Linked DNA regions of Zea mays: region 2 is linked to region 1. The links are chromatin contacts, called in public Hi-C maps. All regions are on one chromosome and are shown on one strand. Each heading gives the region's core, a stretch centred on a gene start, on an enhancer-like site or on the middle of the called end of the contact. The rest is flanking DNA. Distances are from core to core; before and after follow the strand shown.

Region 1 (6,366 bases), core at 2,049-4,548:
CTACAGCCAAATAGGACACTTGCTGAGTATGTTGATGTGTACTCACCCTTGCTCTACACACCAAACCCCCCTTCCCCAGGTTGTCCGCATTGCAACCACTGCTCAGGCGAAGATGAAGTCGTGGAAGGAGACTTACAGGAGTTCCAAGACTACGACGAGTTCTAGGCGTGGGTTAGCGGTAACCCCCAGTCGGCTGCCTGTGAAGGCCGCGTTTATCTACGTTTCTTTTCCGCACTTTGATTTATTGTAAAGACTATGTGGATGTCTCAGACATATGATGTAATCGACTATTATTCCCTTTTTAATACTATTTGAGCACTGTGTGATGATGTCCATGTTATGTAACTGCTGTGTTCGTGAATTGCTGATCCTGGCACGTACATGGTTCGCATTCGGTTTGCCTTCTAAAACCGGGTGTGACAATTAGTCACAATTATGGCACTTGGGGAAGCTTGGAAGCTTTGAATGTGTCTTAGCATGAAGTGCTTGCTCTTGTATTGAATGTGAATGAATGGTATGCTTGTATGAAGTGAATGGAGGTGGTTGGGGTTGTATTTATAGACATCAACCACTTCCTAATCATTGCTCACTTTCTACCAACCATGAACGGTCCACGCTCCTGGTCCGGACGGTCCGCCCCTCCATATCAACGGTTGAAATCACAACGATTAGCAGTAACGGCTATATCAACAGCTATAAGTGCATTAAATGCGTCGTTAGATGTCAGATACAGCAGTCGCGGACGATCCGGCCGTGCACCCCGAATGGTCTGCGAGGACGCTAAAAATGAATTTTACCGAACTCGTCACCTTCGGGTTTCTCTGGTTTTCAATGTGTGGACGGACCGCGCCTGAGGCCGGACGGTCCGAGCTTGATCCCGGACGGTGCTTTCTTCTCCTTCGGATAGTCCGTAGTGTAAATGTGAGTTTTGCATAGTTCCTATCTGAGGCACACCTTGGTGTCGCAGACGGTCCACGCACAGGTGAATTCTTCAAAAAGCTTCTCTTGTCCAGAATAATCTACGGTATTCTAGACAGTCAACATAGAATTGAGATAGATGGAATTATGCACATGAGAATTAATCAACTAGGCAAACTAGTTAGTCCATATGATTTGTGATTGTCGTCAAGCACCAAAATCAATTATAGAAAAAGGTTAAGGACATTTCCCTTTCAGTCCCGCCTGTCAGCTTCGTCCAAGAGTTCGCTTCAGCCCAGGACATTTCCCTTTCAGCACCAAAATCAACTAGGCAAACTAGCTTGATCACTCTTCTTTACTTAATAATGTTCATGTTAATCACTGTGACATGCTTAGGTTAATTTGATGGGACCTAATAGGTTACCCTAGCTTTGTTTACCTCACACCTTACAAACACATGAACTATTGGGTAGTTTGGCTATGCCCTACCTGGTTTTTGCGAAGTAATGCTATATGACATGATCATGCTCTATTATTGTTACTGGATTATTTATTGGTCATGATAAAATTATGGTGTTAATTGAAACATGGAGCTTAACTTGAGTTAACAGTGCTACCACAATGGTGGAATGGTACGCTCTTGGCCAAGTAATTAGGAAAGCTAGAGAGAGATTACCTTATCCGAAGGGGGCCAGCGGGGAGCGCGTCGCTACAGAGGGAGGTCCTCGGGTCGAACTGTTTGTAAAGCTTTTTAGATAAGTGATTTCTATGCTTCCTTCTTCCTGACACCGTAGCGGGTTTTTTCGAACTAGTGGAACTTTGAAAAGCTCTTGCAGTAGATCCCTAGTCATTCACCTTGGAAGTGTCTAAGGGTCTAGGCAACCTTGACTTCACGGGAAACATGTCATGTAGGTAAAGATGTGTAAACTCTGCAGACTGTAAAACAGTTATATCAGTCGTGCTCAAGGTCAAGAGCGACTCATGACTCTCGCATGATTAACTTATGGAATTAAATTTAATCTGTCATATGCATTGCATTATGGGATTTATTATTAATGATGATCTCTTAAATTAATTATGATGATATCTACTTATACTTAGTAACTACTAATAAAATTTTGACCAACTTTAAAAGCAATGATCAGCCTTAACAATTTCTCTTGTTAATCATTACACTTCACATGAGCCTCCAACGTAAGTGAGCTAATACACATTATTCCTCTCTAATCTCTCTCAATTCATCTCTAACTAAACAAGTTCTAAGTGTGCAAACGGGATAATCGTCTCTATCCATTAGAGGTGCATACGTGAAATTTTGAAGGAAAGAAAAGCTAAAATAAAAAAAGGGCAGAGCCCGCGTCGCTGCGTGAAGTTTTCCTCATAGTTTTCAGTTTTTCGCCCAGTTTCTGTTTCCCTTTCCAAAAAAACAGAGACACTAAAGTTAGTTATTACCATATTGTATAATACGACAAGGGCATTTTTTTTGACTTACGCTATCTCCACTAGACCATATATCTCCATATTCCATTATTTATTTTTAAACTCCACTCTATAAACATCAAAACAATGTCTTGCACGGTCGTTTACACGGTCTGCTGGATTTAACCTTACATGTCACAACAAGATATATGTTACAGTAAAGCTTTTAACAGAGTTTTATGCGCCAGTTTTTACAGCACAGGTATGCTATGCTTATGATCAAGCCACGCACGCACGCTTACACAACCACGATGCCGATATCTCCATCGCGCAAAAGCAAAACTAACAGGAACATGACAAGATGATGATGATAATAATAATAATCATAATAATAATAATAACGGTAATGATTAGATAAAAATAAATTAAAGGAGAGGGGGTAAACCGGTAGAGATACAGGGAGGCAGATGCGGTGCGGTGCGGTGCGCGCGTGCGTGTTGGCGTGGTGCGTGGTGCAAGCGCATGCAATTGCACGCACGCAGGCACGCACCAGGCACAGTCATCCACACGCCACGCCGCTGCACGCAGCGGCAACGTGCGTCCCCCCGGCACAGGCACCAGGCCCGCACATGCGTATATACTGCATGCGTCCACTCTGTCCGTCCACCCGCCGTAAAATATTGGCAAAATATTGAGGAGAGACGGCCGGCAAGGCGCCTAGCGAGCGACGGCGACTCATCAGGGCCGTACGTCGTCGTCGGTTCGAGCAGTCTCGTCGGTCGGTCGGTCGTCCGTCCGTCCGTCCGTCTCGCGTCGTCTCCTCCGCCTCCAGGCCCGGCTAGCCGCGGATGCCGCAGCGATTCGCGCTGCGGCGGCCTGCGACACGCACATGCCCACTGCGTGCGTGCGGACGGGGACAAAGCAAGGTTCAAACAGCCGAACCGAAAGGCCCTAGTCAATCGCAGCCAGCCGGGAGCAGATTCTGGATCGGCAGAGCCCATCCCATGCCCCATGGGCCAACGCCATCATATTATAGCCCATAGGCAACAGACGCCTAGCCAGTGATCGACCACCAGTCTAATCTTGGCGTTGGCGGTGGCGGGTACCGTGTCCTTTTCAATAACGGCATCGCATAACCGTAATTTGGCAGTAACTAACTGTCAGGGAATATTACTTCTCACTGCTCACTACTGAGTACTCATAGGCCATCCTACTCCCGTCCAGTGAGAATCTGCAGGGTTTCCTTTTCAATTATTTTTATCTTTTTTAACTATTGTTTTAAAAATGACCATACTTATTTTCCTGACAGCGTGATTTTATCGTGTTAGGCACATTGGCACAAACAAAATGGCTAAAAATAAAAATAAAAAATAACTAAGGCTATTTGTCACAAGGATACCACGACACTATACTAAGGCTACAAGATAAAACCAGATAGAAAGAGAAGGATGTAGGCCTAAAACCTCTGGTTCAGGATCTCGACATGGTTGTATGCATACATACATCATATGATATGGAGAGGTTCGGCACGTCTGAGCGTAATATCCCATATCATCTAAATGATATATGTTCAGTACCCTCTAAACCTAAATAAAACCAAGCCAAATCTAGCTAAGTGAAGCCAAAAGTCAAGAGTGGAAAAATCTTCTACGTTGCTCTACACCTTCCTTTTATAGCACAAGTAAGGAGAGAGTAACATTTCTGCCTAGACAATGGACCCTACCCAGCAAAAGCTCAACTACTTCAATATTATCATAGTTATTGTACCATATGGGGAGCATGACTTCTATGTGCCACAATAGTGAGTGTGACATATGCCATAGTGGTAGGTACAAATGCCCACACTATAAATCCCAGTGGGGGAGTATATCAAACTTGAATCAACAAAGAAATAATGCTAACGTGATTTTTGCTCATGTGTGTTATTATTGGAACATATTTCTTTGGTTACAATAAAAACAAGATGAAGTATTCAAACTTGTGCATCATGCTGGAGTTTAATGGTTGTGCACTTATTTAGAAGTTAATTTTTAAGTTAGAACCATAGAAGGATTTGAATTCGGAAGAATTGAATCTGGTGACAACACCTTGATTTAAGCAAACTACCCTTCTATAAGTAAGTAATAAGAAGTATAAAAAAAGAAAAAAAAGAAAAAAATGTAACTATGAAGGTTACCTCATATTAGAAACTTATTGTACATTTTAAATCTAAAATTCAAAATTTGAATTTGAATTCAATTCAAATTTCGAGAATAAAAGAAATTGGGAAATAAAATTATAAAAAGAAAAGAAAAGAAAAGAAAACAAACCTCACTGGGCCGGATGCTACCCACCTCGGCCTAGCTTCCATTTCGTGCGCGGCAGCCCAACAAGGCCAGGCGGGGGCCTCTCGTCAGCCCTCTGCCTTGGCCTCTCGCACGCGCGACTTGCAAACGGGACCCACTTGGCAGCCTCACCCACATATCTCACGAGCAATCGTTGACATGTGGGGTCGCGGTGTCAACTTCGTCCTCGTAGCTGCCCGGGAGGCATTCGCTCAACAACCTCCACCGAACTCGCTGGTTCTAGCTGGCCAATGCAACGACACCCTTGCGTACAAATAGGGGAGGCCTCGACCGCGCTCGTGCACGTAGTCACCTCCTGAGCCGCCACCTAGAATCTCCCAATCGCGCGAGCCAACACCGTCGTAGGGAGGGAGTGGGAGCTGTGCCACCGACGCCATCCCCACCTTCATCGTCAATTGGAGCCTGTCGTGCGGGTGGGAACGCTCACTCGGGGTGTGTGGATCAGACACGTGGAGGGCGACAAGCACGGGTTATCGGGGTCGGGCGGGAATTTCTCGCCGTGGCACAACCACCGCCGTCGAATCACACCACGTCGTGGTCCAGTCCAACCGTCACCCAAACCTGGTACGAATCTATCTGCTCCTTCCCCATGGTTTCTTGTCCGGCGCCCAGTTCCGCTTAAAATCGGTTACCGGAGCGCTCGACATAGGCCCGCGTCGATGCTGCTCCACCGTTCACTGTTGCGCCACCCATTCCCAAGTGCTCATACACCCAAGTGCTTAATAGAATCACTCGATGATTAGCGTAGGTACTTTGCGAAATGCTTAGGTTAGTTAGACTGCTTTAGCGCTTGCTCTAGGTGAACCCTAGTTAGTTGAGTGAGTTTAGATAAACCACACAACCCCTCGGCTCTTGTGTGAGCTGCTGTAATTGCACCGAGTGGGGTGAGAGTCTTGCGAGACCGGCCGTGACAACCGCGTTTGTGTCGCGGCCGCCACCATGTACCGGAGGGAACGAGGCCCGCGGCGTTCCGGCTGGAAGCTTGATAGTGGAGATGACGGGGAGTCTCCGAGAGGATCAGGAAGCGGAGCACCACTTGCGCGTGGAGAAGGCTTGCGGCTCTCTACAGAGTTACTCGACCGTGGTGCTTGGCCCTCGCGTGGGCTTCCCTTTGCGTAGGGGCACCAACGAGGATTAGTCGGGACCATGCGTGGTTCTGGATACCTCGGTAAAAATACCGGTGTCATCCATGAGAGTTTGCATCTCTACCTTGCTCTTTAGCTTCCGCATTTATATTAAGCATTTAAGTTTCAATCTTGTCTTTATACTTATATTGTTTAGGATTGAAACTTAGCTATTGCGGTAGAGATAGCAACACTTAGACAAAATCTAGTTTGCACATTCTAGTTTGATTATTTGCATAGTTTTTGCTCTAGGGTTTTATTTGTGGCCTAGTTTAGAGAAAATTTTAGAAGTCCTAATTCACCTCCCTCCTTTTAGGCATCACCTATTTTTTTCAGCCTAGAATAGGCTTAATCAAACCGGAGAGACTCTTATTATGTACCTATTATTCTTAGACATTGGGAGTTTGTCATGTATGCTATATTGTTGTTGAGTACAGGTCTCATGATGTCATGATTTTGTTTTGTACTTTTGGTCCATCCTCCATGTGGTATTTATTATTATTATATATTTGACTTCCTATTATATTAAATACATACGAGAGTTTGTATAAATAAGATGC
Region 2 (6,366 bases), core at 2,004-4,503, 270 kb after region 1:
ATAGAAGCAAGAAGTGCTTCGAGGTACCAAGTGCACGGGAGAAGGTCAAGGAGGTCGATGAACCCAAAGCCAGGGATGAAGGAGATGACTTGCTAAATCAAGGTTGATCAAGTTGAGAAGAGCTATGGTGCATCAAGGATCATCACCTAAGAACATGACTTACAATCAATGAGGTAACATCTATTGTTATGTGGTGGAAGTCATAAGGCTCAAGATCAAGCTCAAGATGAAAAACAAGGTCACTAGAAAGTAGAGTTCTGCTTGAGGTGAAACAGAAAAGATGGGATATGAAAAGAGGTAATCCTCTAGGACTTATTCAATTGAATTATACTCTAAAATTATTCGTCTAAGTCACAGGAAAGTCCTCCCAAAAGTTGAAGATGAATGGGAAGAAAGAATAGGAAAGCACACAAGTGTGCTGTTGTCTAGGTAGCACCGGGCAATCCGGTGTCCTGGACGACCAACTGTCCAACCTCGAGTGCTTCAGCTAAAAATGTCGGACAGTCCGGGCCCATGCACTAGACACTCCGGGCCCGGTCACCAGACAGTTCGGTGGTCCTCCGAGGCAACGACTACCTCTAACGGCTACCCAGTGGCAATGGCTAGCTGACACACCGGACGATCCGATGGTGCACCGAACAGTTCGGTGCCCATCAATGCAAAAGGAAGGATGCAATCATATCATAGGACAGCGGGCTCCAGTGGAGCACCGGACAGTCCGGTGTTGGTTGTTGACAAAGAATTTGTCAGATATTGATATCGATGACTTACGTAATTTAATTCCGTATTGGTTGTTGACTTACATAAGTAGTTTGACTTACGTAGTTGCAATATATTAGTTTAATTCTGTATTGGTTGTTGACAAAGAATCTGTGAGATATTGGTATCGATGATATATGTGTTGTTTATTTTTATGTAATTATTGTACATTAACATTATAATATAAGCGTTGTTCGTTTTTATGTAATCATAGTGTACTAATATTTTATCGAACAATTTATGTGTCGTCGCTATGCATGAGCATTTCCCTCTCCCTGCCTAGCTTGTTTGTCATTGATTTAATGTAATGATTTTTTTCCTGCATAGAACTACTCCAATTTATCGAATATTTTGTATATCGTTGCACGCACGTGCATCTAACTAGTAAACATTAATATACGTGTTTAATCGAAAGTTGACATTTTGCCTACCTATGCTAACCTGCTTTGACTATCTTCATTAATACAGACAGTAGTAGTAAGCTGGAAACCCTTTTATCCCGATTGATAACACTAGTCAGAAAAAGGGCTCTCAACCTTTAGTTCCTATTAATGTTACCATTCAGAACTAAAGGTCATATACAAAGGATTAAGCCTGTTTGGTTCAGCTTTTTCTGACCAGCTCTTCCGAGAATCTAGCTGTGGGGAAATCTGGCTGTGTAGAGAATCTGAGTATCATTAGAATTACGTACAGAGGAAGATAAAGTTGTCCATGGGGCTCAGGATCTATAAAGTGACGGATTACTACTATTGCGACGACTCAACCGATTATATGTTTATGTTGATTTTGAATAGTTTTTACCCAAACAAATTTTATAGAAGCTGGCTGAAAAGCTGAGTGTTTGGCAGTCCGCAGCAGCTTTTGGTGGCCAGAAGCTGCGAAAAGCCGAAACAAACGGAGGCATAGGTCCTCCACAGGGCCGGCCCCGAGGGTATGCAGGGTATGCGACCGCTCAGGGCCCCCAAGGTCCGTAGGGTCCCCGTTTATTCAGCTTATATCCAAATACATATATGTTACAGATAAATCTCTATTCTCGTTATTTTGTTGCGTCTCTTTGATTTTCTGGCAACCCATCTCTTCGAGGTCACGCAACAGTCTGCTTGGACGAATACTAAATATTGATTGAAGTGAGAAGGACAAAAGGTGTTGTACACTTGTGCTTGTCGCGTTGTTTAATTCTAGCCTACGCCGACCCTAATAACCTATGTTGCTTAATCATTGTTTAGTTTGTTGAACTTTGTTTTCAGAAAATTTGCTCTAATGTATTTAGATTTGGTTTACCGTGCATTTTAAGGTTTAGGTTAGTTTGACAAATTAAAAGTAAAAATACTCGCTCTCAAAAGTCAAACCAAAGGCAGAGTTATATAATTTTACGACTCATAAATATTGTAACAGTGTCTCCTGTCATATCATTTTGAATAAAATTGTGTAAATTATCAACTTTTTTATTTTTCAGATATTATTTAAAAGTTAAAAAATAGTAAATTTAAATTTTCATATAAGGCCTTCATATATATTATTGCTTAGGGCCCCCGAAATGTCAGGACCGGCCCTGGTCCTCCACGAAAATCTAAAGCGAAATCATAGAAGACTAAGTTGGATATAGCGTGTAGGTGTGGTGATAAGAAACGTACGTACTGGCCTCGGTTACAAAAGGAAAGAAGTCATTCTGGCCTCGGTTACAAAATCAGGGACTGTTAAAGGTTAACGGGACTAAAATCATTCTCCAACTAAGGGCTTGTTCGTTTCACCGTTAATCCATGTGGATTGGGTGGTATTGAGTCGGTTTAAATCCATAACAAGTCAAAATCTATCCCAATCCATTTCAATACACATGTAATTGGAATAACCGAACAAGAACTAACTGTATGTCCGTCCTTTTTTCCACTCGCACTACCTGCCTGCCCGATGACGCTGCACTGTAGTCTGTATCGCTGCAGCACCACACAAAGAATCGATCCTCCCCCAAAGAATCTGTATCTCATCTACATCTACTGCATGCTGCTCCAGTACACGAGATCCGCGAAGCATGACCGTGAATACCACTTATGTTCCTAAGAAAGGTTTCACGTCTCTATATAAAGAGATATATATTATACCCTTTATAAGAGAGTAGAAGATAGAAAGAGGGCAGAGACATAACCATACATATTGTGTCTCATTTGTTCTCTAAGTGTGTATTGCTGGGAAAGGGAACGAACTTCTATGACTTTTCACGTCCCGACTGCTGACGGGAGGGAAGTGAACGAATCTGATGATCCATGATAATATAGTCCTTGACACAAAGCAACAGCGAGCCAATGACGCTGGAAGCCAAGTTGGTGGACGAAGCAGCTTGAGGCTCGGGGTCTAGCTGCTAGCTGTTATAGAGTGAGAAAAAGGGACAGTCGTGAGCCAGGTTCCCACACTTTTGGACCAACACCAACACGGGCAGACCTTAGGGGAGACATGTCACGTCGAGTTAGGTGGCACGACCTGTTGTGGTTTGGGCTAGCCCGCTTGGCCCATCGCCTGGACCAAACTGGCGGGCTCCTATTCCGAGTCTTTGTGGGCCTACTGCACTGTCCTACTCAGCTCAGCCGCGCTATCAGGACAATAAGTTTGTCCAAGCAAGCTCTAGCACATGCATAAACTACTTTTTATAACCTGACATATCTCCAGACTAGTAAAGTCAATGCATGTGCCTTGCTGTCAACGAAGATGCCACTTTTCATCGAAATAATTCCGCGAAAAAATGAAAAAATCAAAGCCATATTTAAATTATATTGTATTCTAAATGATGTCACGTTAAAAAGTAATAATAAAGATGAATTTTATTTGAATGAGACGAGTGAGTCAAACTTAGGTTAAAAAAGTTAAACTAATTATAAATTGTAACGGAGCGAGTACAAGCAACCATGTCAAAGTCAATGATTTAAAATCGGAATGAACATATTTCACCACAAAGTAACTCATTACGCAAAAAAATCATATATAACCTCTTTGAAATCCATGCGTTGTAAAAGCGGACTCTCCGATGGTTTTTTTCCCCTGTTGTTTTCTTTGTGCTACTAGAGTAGATGTAGGTCCGAAGAGGGGGTTGATATGAACAGACAATGTGCTGCAAGTTGGATGGGAGAAAACACCTTTGTGTAGTGAGGAAGGGACAGAGCGGTCCATCTTATGCGTGCTGCGCAATAGCCGAAACCTCACGGAAGGCATGGCCAAGATTTTGCCAATTATGGCCATGGGATTCGGCTGCTGCTATCGTTCTTATCCGACTAGATCTGCATGCTCTATTTAAAGGATCTTATTCTGGACCACCATATGTGTTGATTTTATTTTAATATATGTTTAATTATCTGTATGTGGAGGCGTGAGTTATACAAATAGATGTAAAATAAGTTATTTTAATATTATCTGTCTGCATGTGCTTGTACGGCAGAAATCGTCGTATCTGGCTGACCGGCTACGCGCGAGCTCGCTGCTTGGCCACTGTGAACCAATCAGTATATTTGTTGCATGCATCGGTTGTTGCCGATCAAGGGGTTCGGACACTAGTGGTAACTGGTAGTATGGTATGAAGATTGTGCATTGCTACGTTTTTATTTAAACTTTGTTTTAATAAATCATAAAAACATTTGTTGTGTTGATTGGGTGGACGTGAATGTGAAACCAAAATCCATAAAACTCAAACCTCCATTTGTGTATAATATTACTCTATTTTTGCATAAAGCAGGAAGAGCAAGGGTGAGGCACGACAATGGTGAAACTGTATGTTGACGCCTTTTCGGAGCGCCAATCACTCAACAAGAACCGGCGGCGGTGCTCTCTGGTCAGGCACGGACGGTCCGCGGCACAGGGCCGGACGGTCCGCGACCTGGAGTAGGGGCAAAGGTTCCCTGCCTGACAGCCGGACGGTCCGCGCCCTGGGGCCGGACGGTCCGCGCACGAGGGGCGGCGAAGGTCGTCGGCGGCGCCTAGATCTCGCTCCCGGGAGGGACCCCGTCGGGGAGGAGAGATCCTAGGTGGTGTCTAGGCTCGGGCCGGCCGACCTAGACTCCTCTAATCGGCGTAGAGTCGAAGAGAGGCGAAGAATTTGGGGATCGAGAGGCTAAACTAGAACTAGACTAGAACTACTCCTAATTGTGCTGGAAATAAATGCGAAATAGAAGTGATATTGGTTCGATTGTTGGGGGTTTTAATCGGTCGTAGTTCTTCATCTATATAAAGGGGAGATCTGGATCCGCTTCCAACTGATTTCCGAGTTAATCCCGCGGTTTTAGGTAACAAATCCCGCGAGAAACTAGGAACCCTAACTGACTCTGCGCACGCGCGGACCGTCCGCGCCATCACCGCAGACTGTCCGGACCGCGGACCGTCGGGCCTCAGGGCCGGACTGTCCGCGCTGCTCTTTTTGGTCTCCAACATATGCCCCCCTGCCTTTTGGTGAAGGTTGACGCACCAAAAGCATATGAACTAAACTTGATGTAAGTCACCGGCTTTTCAATATGGAGATCATTCACTAAAGCACCAATATAAAGGTCGTTTCGGATTTTATCTTTCTCGGCCATGACCGTTTGATCAATGGATCAAAAGGAATAGAATGGAGGTGCCCCCCAGCCTAGATAGACAAAGGGACTATACATATACCATGGATTCATCATCGTACCATTCCATGTTTGAACAGGATAATATACCGACGATGAGTAAAAGGGTGGAAAGTACCTTGGTCTCATAGGATGAATAGGCGATGCTTGTTGTGTCGCCTTTCGAGCCGTTTTGTTTACCCGTTTTGTTTTAGCAGGTGACTGAGGTTTCTTCGTTGACCGATCACGTAGAACGGTCTTCTTGCTAGTATTCTTGGAGAGCAACTGATCAAAAGTAGAGTCAGTTTTGATCAACCGACCATATGTGCTTTGCTGTTGCGTCTCTTTCCCTTTTAAGGCTTTGTGTGGAGGCTGACGCCTTTGGCCATAGGCGGATTGTCCGGCAGAGTTAGCCGAACCGTCTGTCTGAGCACCGGACCGTCCGCACGTAGGTGTCATACCGTCTGTGATGCTCAGGCCAGGCTGTCGTGCTTGGCTCATTAATTGTGCCTGCCCCCCGGTGCCTCCGGACTTTTTAGCCTTATCGTCTGGAGCCTTTCGAGCAATCTCCTTTTGCGATATATTTGACGTGCGAGGATCGTCAATGATGATGTCTTTGCTTTTACTTTTATCGGCCATTTCGGGCCGAACTAAGATCTTTTCGCATGCGACATCTATTGTATTAACAGGAAATGGTTGTGTGTCCACTTGCATTTCCTGAAAAGCCAACCGGCCCTCATTTATGGCCGATTGTACCTATCGACGAAAAACATTACAGTCATTGGTGGCATGAGAGAAAGAATTATGCCACTTACAATAAGCACGCCTCTTTAATTCATCTATAGGAGGGATATTATGAGTTAATTTAATGTTGCCATTTTTAAGTAGCTCATCAAATATCTTATCGCATTTGGCAACATTAAAGGTAAATTTAATCTCTTCTTGCCGATTCTTTTGAACTGGCTGTAAGGAAGAACATGCTGAAGATTTGGCCTTTGTTGGCCAAATAAACTCAGCGGTATATACATCTGCGGATTCA

What was found. A called contact is a pair of places that touch in the nucleus more often than the background predicts.
Region 2: a contact with region 1 is called in a Hi-C map of ear, with 5 times the contacts expected there. The contact joins two enhancer-like sites. A contact is called at or near these places in 6 of 25 Hi-C or Micro-C datasets (bundle sheath, ear, leaf and 1 more).

What each region holds. Positions count from the first base shown.
Region 1 is chr4:48,082,128-48,088,493 of Zm-B73-REFERENCE-NAM-5.0, forward strand. No RefSeq gene overlaps it. Among protein-coding and RNA genes, the nearest start is that of LOC100383590, 43 kb to the right of the region's middle. Within about 2 kb of position 3,299, at least 18 of the 20 cell types and tissues checked have an H3K27ac peak or open chromatin away from gene starts, as enhancers often do. A contact at or near this core is called in bundle sheath, ear, leaf and 1 more, where this site is marked.
Region 2 is chr4:48,353,933-48,360,298 of Zm-B73-REFERENCE-NAM-5.0, forward strand. No RefSeq gene overlaps it. Among protein-coding and RNA genes, the nearest start is that of LOC103653231, 83 kb to the right of the region's middle. Within about 2 kb of position 3,254, at least 17 of the 20 cell types and tissues checked have an H3K27ac peak or open chromatin away from gene starts, as enhancers often do. A contact at or near this core is called in bundle sheath, ear, leaf and 1 more, where this site is marked.